Linked DNA regions of Zea mays: regions 1 and 2 are each linked to region 3. The links are chromatin contacts, called in public Hi-C maps. All regions are on one chromosome and are shown on one strand. The core of a region is the stretch at or near the end of the contact, and the rest is flanking DNA. Distances in the headings are between cores, read along the strand shown.

Evidence for each region. A called contact is a pair of places that touch in the nucleus more often than the background predicts.
Region 1: a Hi-C map of tassel shows a contact between it and region 3, with 2.9 times the contacts expected there. The contact joins the promoter of LOC100381851 here to the promoter of LOC100273201 in region 3. A contact is called at or near these places in 8 of 25 Hi-C or Micro-C datasets (bundle sheath, ear, endosperm and 4 more).
Region 2: a Hi-C map of leaf shows a contact between it and region 3, with 7 times the contacts expected there. The contact joins the promoter of LOC103626326 here to the promoter of LOC100273201 in region 3. A contact is called at or near these places in 9 of 25 Hi-C or Micro-C datasets (bundle sheath, ear, endosperm and 2 more).

Annotation. Positions count from the first base shown.
Region 1 is chr5:50,370,094-50,373,077 of Zm-B73-REFERENCE-NAM-5.0, forward strand. It overlaps LOC100381851, which reads left to right and starts at 1,401. Exons shown (of 2, transcript NM_001356968.1): 1 at 1,401-1,562; 2 at 1,691-2,984. The coding sequence starts at 1,714.
Region 2 is chr5:50,269,915-50,273,056 of Zm-B73-REFERENCE-NAM-5.0, forward strand. It overlaps LOC103626326 (zinc-finger homeodomain protein 9-like), which reads right to left and starts at 1,627. Exons shown (of 1, transcript XM_008646723.4): 1 at 1,211-1,627. The coding sequence starts at 1,606. The coding sequence ends at 1,235. LOC103626327 reads left to right here and starts at 1,100. Exons shown (of 2, transcript XM_008646724.2): 1 at 1,100-1,385; 2 at 1,643-2,081. The coding sequence starts at 1,353. The coding sequence ends at 1,879.
Region 3 is chr5:50,137,118-50,140,282 of Zm-B73-REFERENCE-NAM-5.0, forward strand. It overlaps LOC100273201 (50S ribosomal protein L24, chloroplastic-like), which reads right to left and starts at 1,331. Exons shown (of 4, transcript NM_001147644.1): 1 at 1,146-1,331. The coding sequence starts at 1,274. LOC100279909 (Putative beta-glucosidase 41) reads left to right here and starts at 1,650. Exons shown (of 15, transcript NM_001152861.1): 1 at 1,650-1,768; 2 at 2,808-2,934; 3 at 3,058-3,139.

The DNA.
Region 1 (2,984 bases), core at 151-2,650, 230 kb after region 3:
AAATATGAAGAACTGTTGGAGACCAGGCTATTTTTTTTATTTCTAATAGCTAATTAGCAACTTGCTAAATATAAGTTTAGGAAGGTTTTTTCTAGAGAATTATTGGAGTTGCTTTAAAAAGACATATACCAAGATCAGACAACGTACACCAGGCAGCTGAACTGGCTTGAAGCCCGGAAACCTGCTGCCTGCTGTATGCCAGATGTGGTGGGCGCCGGCTGAACGTGCGCAACCGGCAGGCGCGCGGCCGCGGGGGCCGGGGGCGCGGGACATGCGCTATTGCGATGCCGCAGCAACGGTATAGCCCAGCCGGCTATCGGCAAGCAGCCGCAGCAACGGAGCGCGCCAACGCTGGGAACCCCATAACGTCCCGGAAAAACCGAATTCGTCTTCTTCCCACCTGTACTCCACTCCACCTCCACGGCGGTATAGGCGTATAGCTAACATTTGATGTGCGGCAGCTTTTTTCTCATGGACACAGGGCCGAAACCTCCAACTCCTGTAGTCGGTGTCAATGCTAGGAATAGGATCCGATGCCCACCACGAGTCCCAACAATCGGCACCATCCGTGCAGCCTACGGCGCTAGCCGGTTAAACTCGAACGAACGCAATTTCTTTTATGCCTCGGTCGATGCGGAAGCGTAGGTAGGACGCGACACGAACGAAGTCCCATATTTGTTCGTATCTGCTTGCGCCAAACGAGCAGCCTCTCTGAACTGAATTAAGCTGCAGTAGAGAAAATGTATGGATTTTGCAGGTGTAGAATCATCTTCGAATTTAAAATCTTCGAGATGGAACGACATTTTCCGATGGGGTTCGGTAGAAGACGCGCACTGCAACTGCAACGTCTGCCTCCCCCACCCGATCCTCCCACGTAGAGATGGTCAAACGGGCCGCCCGGCCCGGCCCCGGTGAAGCCCGGCTAAAAACCGGGCCGGGCCTGCTGAGCCCGCGGGCTCAATTTCTTGTCAAGCCCGGACTGCAGCGGGCCTAAACGGGTCGGTAAGCACATTTTAGTGTAAAAAAACGGGCTTAACAGGCTTAGAGGTAAATGGGCCGTGCCGGACTAACCCGCCGTGCCTAGTTTCCTGTCTAAGCCTGGCACGGCACGAAAAGCAGGCCAGGCTCGGACCGGACCCAAAAAGCGGACTTCGTGCCGGGCTCGCGGGACTCGTGCTTATTGGCTATATACTCCCACGGTCCTCCTACCTTTACCGAGGAGTAGTACATGCAGCGTGGCCCTACTGTCAGCGAATGTATTTTCACCTTTTCTTTCTCAAAAAAAAATCCACTCGCAATAATACAGGCGCGCGGCGGCGCTCCCCTTCCGCTCCCGAGCCCAACGGTCGAGTACTGACACCACCGGCCTCTTAAACCCTCTTCCTCTTTCCCCGCACCGCAATTTTCGAAGAAACAACGAATCCCGCCTCAAGACCACGCGAGTGCGCAAGGGGAAGCAGGAATACATCCGTTCCCGGCCTCCGCGAGTGCGCAAGGGGAAGCAGGAATACATCCGTTCCCGGCCTCCGCTCAGCCGTCGATCGATCGTTCGTCTGGTCCAGGTATCCGTCAGTCTGGTTTCGAGTTTCAGTTGGCCGGTCGGATTCGTCCGTGGCTCTGTTCCTGCTGGTTCGCTTCTCCCCTGATCTTCTCTGCTTGAGCCGATCCTCTCTCGACGGGAACGGTACAGGGGCGTCTCAGTTGGCCGGGGCGATGGAGGAGGACCCGCTCATCCAGCTGGTGCACGTCTGGAGCAACGCCGCCTGCGACAACGCCGCCGCCTCATCCTCCGTGTGTCACGCCCATTCCCCGGCGCCCGCGAGCGCCCGCGAGGGCGAGGGGGACAAGGAGAACCTCCGGCCCGAGCCCGACGTTGAGGCGGAGATCGGCCACATCGAGGCGGAGATCCTGCGCTTGTCCTCCCGCCTCCACCACCTCCGCACCTCCCAGCAGCTGCAGCCGCCTAAGTGCGCAGAGGTCGCACCCGCGCCCGAAACGAAGGCGGCGGCAGCGCGCCCGCGGCCGCGGGGGCGCAGCCTGGGACCGCTCGACATCGTCGCTGCCGTCAACCCCAACCTGCTCACCACTGACAAGCAGCAGCCGCCGCGCGCCGCGCAGGGGTTGAAGCCGATCAAGCAGGCCCCGGCGGCGGCGCGAGGGAGGGGCTTCAGCCTCGCGCCGCTCGACACCGTTGCCGCGAACCCTAGGGTCCCCTCCGCCGCGCCGCAGAGGAAGATTCAGGGCGAGGGCGGCGGCGCGTGGCCGACCCTGAGGCCGATCAAGGAGCCCCCCGTGCAGCGGCGCAGGGGCGTCAGCCTCGGCCCTTTGGAGATCCACCACGGCGTCGGCAGCAAGCCCGGGGCGACGGTGGCGGCAGCGCGGGTCAAGCCACTCTCCAACAAGCTCGGTGCCGTCCGAGAGGAAGGCCAGCGTTCCAAGCAGCACGCCGTCCCCGCCAGACCGTGGCCGTCCAGCAATGCCAAGCACCCACTGGATGCCAAGCAAAGCACCGTAGCAAGCAGGGCCAAGGCGAGGAGCGGGAGCATGAGTCCCAGCAGGTTAAGGAGGCAGTCCACTTCCAAGGCTACCGAGACAAGAGCAGGCAACGCCAAGGCTACAGAGGCAAGGGGTGGGAACGCGACACTCGGAGATAACAACGTGGCTGATGTGCTCACGCTCAAATGCGCGGTGGCCGATCATAACAGGAATGTATCTACTGGGAAGAGGCCGGCGGGGAGCTCCAAGGTCAGAATTGTCCCGAGCCGCTACAGCCTCACGCCCGGCTCGTCCCTGATAGCTGCTCCTGTGACACAAGGGAAGCTATGCAAGCAGCCCCTCTCAGGATCCGCTCGTGCTGCAAGCCACAGGGAGGAGATGGGAGCAAAGCTCACTGAGCCGTCTAACGACGAGTTGTCTCCTGAATCACTTGCCAAGGTTGCAGAGCTGCTCCCAAGGATCAGGACCATGCCGCCTTCTGACGAGAG
Region 2 (3,142 bases), core at 377-2,876, 130 kb after region 3:
GCTACACCCCCGTTGTACAACTGGACCCTCTCCTTGCATCTATAAAAGGAAGGTCTAGTGCCCTCATGCGAGAGGGTCGTCGCGCGAGAGGATGGGCTGACGAACAGACTCGCTCTCTCTCCCTCGCGAACGCTTGTAACCACTACTGCAAGCGCACCCCGTGGTGCAGGATAACACGAGCCGCGTTCTTCCCCCTTGTGTTCCATCTCGCGCCAACCCATCTGGTCTAGGATACGCAACGGTAATTTTACTCGTCGGTCCAGGGACCCCAGAGTCGAAACGCCGATAATGGGTAACTGAGAACCGTCTGCGAAAATCGAATTTACTAACGGGTGGGCAAAAAAACCACAAGTAAAAATGGATTTTCAGGAAACATAAAAACAATGTAAACTTTGACGATAATTTTTGGCTTTCCTGTACTGTAGTGCTAGTAGTTGTCGCAAGAGGACATGTGTGCTCATTGTCTGCTTTTAGCCCACGAGGATGCAAGCGTGGGACGTGTTCGATCGAGTCTAACCATGTGCACCTATGAACACACACGCTCGTGCATTCTTACCGGCACCGTACCGATTGAATTTCAGGACACTTCTGCCGTTTGTTTTCTGGAAAAAAAATGCTTCTAGTTGCGACCACAGCAATCCTGAACACGTTGTTGGTTCCATGACGAGTAAAGAAGCTCTGTGCATGGATGGATATAAATACACTGAATTGCAGGTGCATCGCTAACGTGTTGGGCCGGCCAAATTTAGATACCAGCCCAAAAGTGAAGATCACGGTCAGGTCGCGAACTAAAATAGGCTAAAGGCGATCGATCCCTTGGCCCATATCTCCGTTGAGTTGCTGGTTCTGCTATTCCACTGGCTTCTCCTACTTGTTCAAAATTAAATAAGGAGATGATTTTAGCCCTTATAATTTTTTCTAGTTTTGTGGCTTCTGGCCCTTAGATTGAAGAAATTTGGTAAAATGGGTCGCTCGTATTTATTGCTCTGCAAAATACACCGCTTCAAACTGACCTCGTTAAAAAGGATCCTTCGAGTCTGCGCGCTCGTCAAAAGAGATCACGAGTAATTTTAGGGCACCTGACAGGTGAGTCCGTGAATCCTTGTGCCGATTCTACCTTACGGTCTCAGGCTCAACGCATGCCGTCTGTTTCCCATTTCTCCTCCTTCTCTGTCTTCCTCTCGCACGCAGCGCCATTTCCTTCCTCCCTCCTCCTCTGTCGAAGCTTGGATTTCTAGGCACGGTGCACAGGGGCGAAGCTTGGATTTCTAGGCATGGCGCACAGCGGCAGCGCCTCCTTGTCCGTGGTGTAGTCGGTGGCGACGGTGGGCGCCGAGGAGGCGGCGACGTTGATGTTGAAGCCGGTGGCGGCCGTCGGGGACAAGGTGAGGACGGGAGGGGGAGGGGTGATCCTGGATGGGTTGAATGACGGTGCTGCAGCAGCGCCGGCGCCGTCGGCTGGGGTTTGGAGCGACGCGGCGGCGGGGGCGGGCGAGGAGGCGCTGCGGCGGGCGCTGTGCCCGCCCGGGAAGTTGTGCTTGTTGTTGTGCATCCAGACCTTGAAGACGCCCTTGCCGACGCCGATGTCGCGGCACCACTCGACCATGAGCTGTACACTGACCCTGGCGTATTTGTACCACAGGATGCTGGCATCGCTGGCCTGAACAGCAAGACGCACATGAAGATCCTACTGAAATGGATGACGGGGAGAAATGTCGTGAAGCTGACCTGCGTGCACGTGGGCAACGCGAAGAAGTCCTCTACTCCCGGTCCACTGAAAGCAGCAGCAGCGCCGGCGCATCACCGTCATCCACATCGGCCTCGCAGTGACGGTCAGTCGCCGTTAAGCCTTGGTGTGGTTCTTGATGTTGCTTTGTAGATCGATGGAGGCTGCCTCCGGTCATGGTGATCCCATGTTTAACCTTGATGACGAACATTGGAAAAAGCATTTTGTTTTATGGACTGGAATAGTCTGCAAACATCACGATAGCAATATTGTTCTGCTGCTCATCAGCTGAGGATGCTGCCCTGTCCTGAACTCCTGATTTTGCTTTTGATCTACTATGTGATGATTTGCTCTTTGTTGAGCACCATTTTGAGCGGGCGGACGGTCCGGCCCTGAGGCCGGACGGTCCGCGGTCCGGACAGTCCGCGCCTGTGGGCCGGACGGTCCGCGCATGCGCCGAGCAGTTTAGGGTTCCGAGTTTTGTGCTATGTTTGTTGGCTAGATTTGCGGAATTAACCCGGAATCCAGTCGTGTAAAGGGTCCAGCCCCCCTCCTCTATATAAAGAGAGGTCTACGACCGATTTGTAATTATCAATCGAATCAATACAACTTCTATTCGCATTTATTTCCAGTACAATTAGGAGTAGTTCTAGTCTAGTTCTAGTTTAGCCTCTCGATCCCCAAATTCTTCGCCTCTCTTCGACTCTACGCCGATTAGAGGAGTCTAGGTCGGCCGGCCCGAGCCTAGACAACCCCTAGGATCTCTCCTCCCCGACGGGGTCCCTCCCGGGAGCGAGATCCAGGCACCGCCGGCGATCTTCCGCCGCCCCTGCGCACGCGCGGACCGTCCGGCCCCAGGGCGCGGACCGTCCGGACGTGAGGCAGGAAAACCTAGCCCCTGCGCCAGGTCGCGGACCGTCCGGCCCCAGGCCGCGGACCGTTCGCGCCTGACCAGAGAGTACCGTCGCCGGTTCTTCTTGAGTATTTGGTGCTCCGAAAAAGCGTCAACATACTTTTTGGCGACTCCGCTGGGGAACACAAATACAGAGTCATCAAATCGGCCCTCAATGGCCGGTTCAAGGGATAGCTCTGATATTTCCCCAAGTAACATCATAGAGCCGACTTGGGACACATTACCGGCTGACGAACAGCTCCAGTTTGAGGAGCACAAGGAGCAGATGATCCAGGAGGCAAAAGCGAGGTTCTTGGCCAACTTCAAAGTGGACAGGAACAACAAAGTCGTCCGACATCGGGCGACGGATCCGGCTTCACTGCGACCCACGCCAGACATCCCCAATGTAAGTAATACAAACGAGCTGCAATCTCTTAAGAATTATGTAGATGAACAGCGTGAGAAAATGCAAAATATCATAGGGGATATGCAAAACGACTATAGGAGATTAGCGCGTGCATTTG
Region 3 (3,165 bases), core at 81-2,580:
TTTATCCTCATCCGATTCTTATCAGTTGGGAATTTTCCAGGCACAAGTACATACAGGTAAGGCATAATAAAGATGACACAGAAAAGAAAGCAGGGTTCAAATACAAACATCATTATGCTCATAATACACTATTTGGCGCCAAATTTTGTTTCCAGTTAGTCATATGTATTGTGTGATGTGGGGTAATTCAGGCATAAATATATATAAACAAAATCAGTGGCACATTGAGGGCAACATAATTTCTTCAGTTGACATTTTGACCGCTTCAAAAGCAACATAATTTCCTCAGTTAACAAACTAAATAAAGAGTACTCGAACAAATTTTACCACATGAAACACAGCATACTCTCTATTAGCACTAAAAGGCAAACATGTGCATAGTTGTATATGCAAAAAGGACAATACCGGATTACCAATGACAAAGGAAATTCTCTTACTTAAATTAATCCCAATCAGTTAATCTATTTGGCGCACTCAAATCTTACCATTTAAGCTTCCATGCAAGATAAAAATAAAAAAAGAAGGTAGACGAAATTCAATATGGACACGGTCTAAATTTAGTGTGTGTCGTGGAGCAAATAGAAACTTAATGTAATATGAAATCTAATAAGGGCGAGTTTGGCATAGTTCTACTCCAAAACTTTGGGTGAAGTATATCTGCTCCGAAGTGTAGATTGCTTTCTCATAACCAGTGCATTGGATGTGTCTTGATTGTTTTTGAAGGATTTTTCAAAGTAGCAAAAAATGTACTCCAAAAAATTATACTACAACTCTCAAAACTCTATAGAGTTTGCAACTCTAGAATTAGGGTGTTTAGTTGACTTTGTCCAGGTCTTCCTTAAAGTTTTGCTCTAGAGTGATGTCAAACACCCCTAAACATAGTCATATTAGAAGCCTGGTTTGTCATCCTTGAAAATGCACAATTAATAACAATGCAAAGGTAATTTTCCATTTCATTGCATCCAATCCATACAGACTAGCTCCAAAACCGTAATGCAAGCTCGAATGTCCCTAGAACAATTCCATCCGACCGCGCTTTGCAACGCTATCCAGAAACTCCAGAGTAAAATCTTTCACCAGAACAGCTACTTATTATCTACCAAACCATCAGCAGAACGGAACGGAATTGGGAAGCAGGAACAGACCCCAGGCTGCGGCGCGGAGTAGGTGGCGAGCCGGTTGCCCCAGAAGCTGCTGCTGCTCGCCGTCGCCGCGCCTAGCGCGGAGATGGAGAGCGACGCCATGGCGCCCTGCAGCGATGCCATCCCAGCCATCCTCTCGCCGCTCTCCCTCTCTCACTGGACTTGCTCAGCGCCCAAACTGCTCAAAGGATAACGCACGCGGCTTCTTCGAGTTGCCCGGAACCGGAAGAGAGAGGATAACGCGCTCTTGTATTCTGACGCTGGTGGGTTGGGCCTCGTCACTAAATGAGACAGGCCTCAGGTGAGGCACAGATGGGCCTGGAAGACGCTTAGGTGATCCAGTGAGGCCCATGGGTGCTCGTTCTACCGCCGTGAGAGGCTACAGGCTAGGGCCTCGGCTCCACGAGCGAGCTCCGCACGCATCAGCTGATCAGCATCACTGCATCAGCTATCAGGACGACAGGACGAGGACGGCGGGGTCAAGGCTCTCTTTCTCTCTCCCTCCCTCTCTGCGTGTCTCCTCGCACGCTACGCGAGGCCACGCGAGATTGCTTGGGAGATGCGTGCCCGCCTCCAGATTCCCCGTTCCAGCGCCGAGGCGCGCAAGCTACGCGACGGTTGCTGAGGCAAGCGAACCCCCTACTCCAGTTTTTCACTTTGCTGTTGTGTAAAATAAAATTCGCGTTACAGAGACAGAGACAGTTTGGGCGATGGAGGGTAGGTGGATGGCGGTGACATCGAAGCTTTGCGCTTTTGCTGCTGCAGGTCCCATCCTGCACCGAGAAAGGGTGGGATGTCAATCGGATTTCTCTATTGCAAATCATGGTTGCAAGTTAGACGTGTTTACCTCAGATCTTTTTCTCCAGAGACATTGGGTATCTCTTTTCTCATAGTGGACTACATTTCTCCCCCTCGAAGTCAATATCTCTTTCTTCGACTTTTCATTGCTGGCAGTTCTGCGCATGTCCTAAATCCTTGAATCATAGTAGGACATCCATGACAGATCACATAAACAACACGGCCAATACATCACTGGGCAGTTGGGCCTCGGCTCCTATCGCCGTCATCTAACTACCATCTAGGGAATCAGGAATGGTCCTGCCGTGCAAGCAAACCTTTAACGTTCCCCATGGGATAAGCATGTGACTATGCAAATGCCCGACACAAATTATATCTTATTATGGTTAAGAATCTTGTGTTTATTTTTCTCTTTCTCCTTTTCTATTCGCCACATGTGTTGAGATAACTATGCAAATCGTGACATGAAGTTTTGTTTCTATGTGGCGCTACCAAACAAAATGGATAAGGAAATGTGTGGCTTTTTTCCATGATAATTGCGACAGTTTCATTTCGTAGCTATCTGTTCCTCGTGGCCATAGTAATGCTTTGCACTTTGTTAATTTTGTAAGAAAAGAAATGGCATGATCTAATAATAAGGCCTTCTCTCTATGTGGCTAACTGGCAAGGGCTTAGCAATCCTCCCCCTTTCTAACTATAACCTTTTAAGGCATGGATGCTGGAGTGCTGGGCAAAACTCAATCTGTCTGGGCAAAGCTCTACTTGCTTGCGACACTCCAGATGTGGACCATTTTTTTTCACAGGTTTCGGAGCTAGACATGTCAAGTAGTTTCCTTCGGTTGTTGATTAATTTGCCCACTGTGATAGAGATTTTGCACCTTGTGGCCTCCACAAGAGTTACTTAGTAGAGACGCACGTTGGAAGGGCTTCCAAGACAAGTGAAGCTCACTAGCTCAGCGTTCAGTTGCTTCCCACGCTTCACCAACTGAACAAGGTTTATATATATGTCATATGATCCTATCTAGTACTTATTCTTAGACTAAAAACACTATGAGTTAGTGCTACCAACTGAAGGATACGCCATGGCTGTTCTGACACTGGTTAATATCCTTATCAGCTTCGCTGCTTGTGCTGAAGCTCTAAGGAGAGCAGACTTCCCTCAAGGTTTCGTCTTTGGCACTGCTTCTTCAGCTTACCAGGTATGGCCTCTTTCATTTCATCCGAT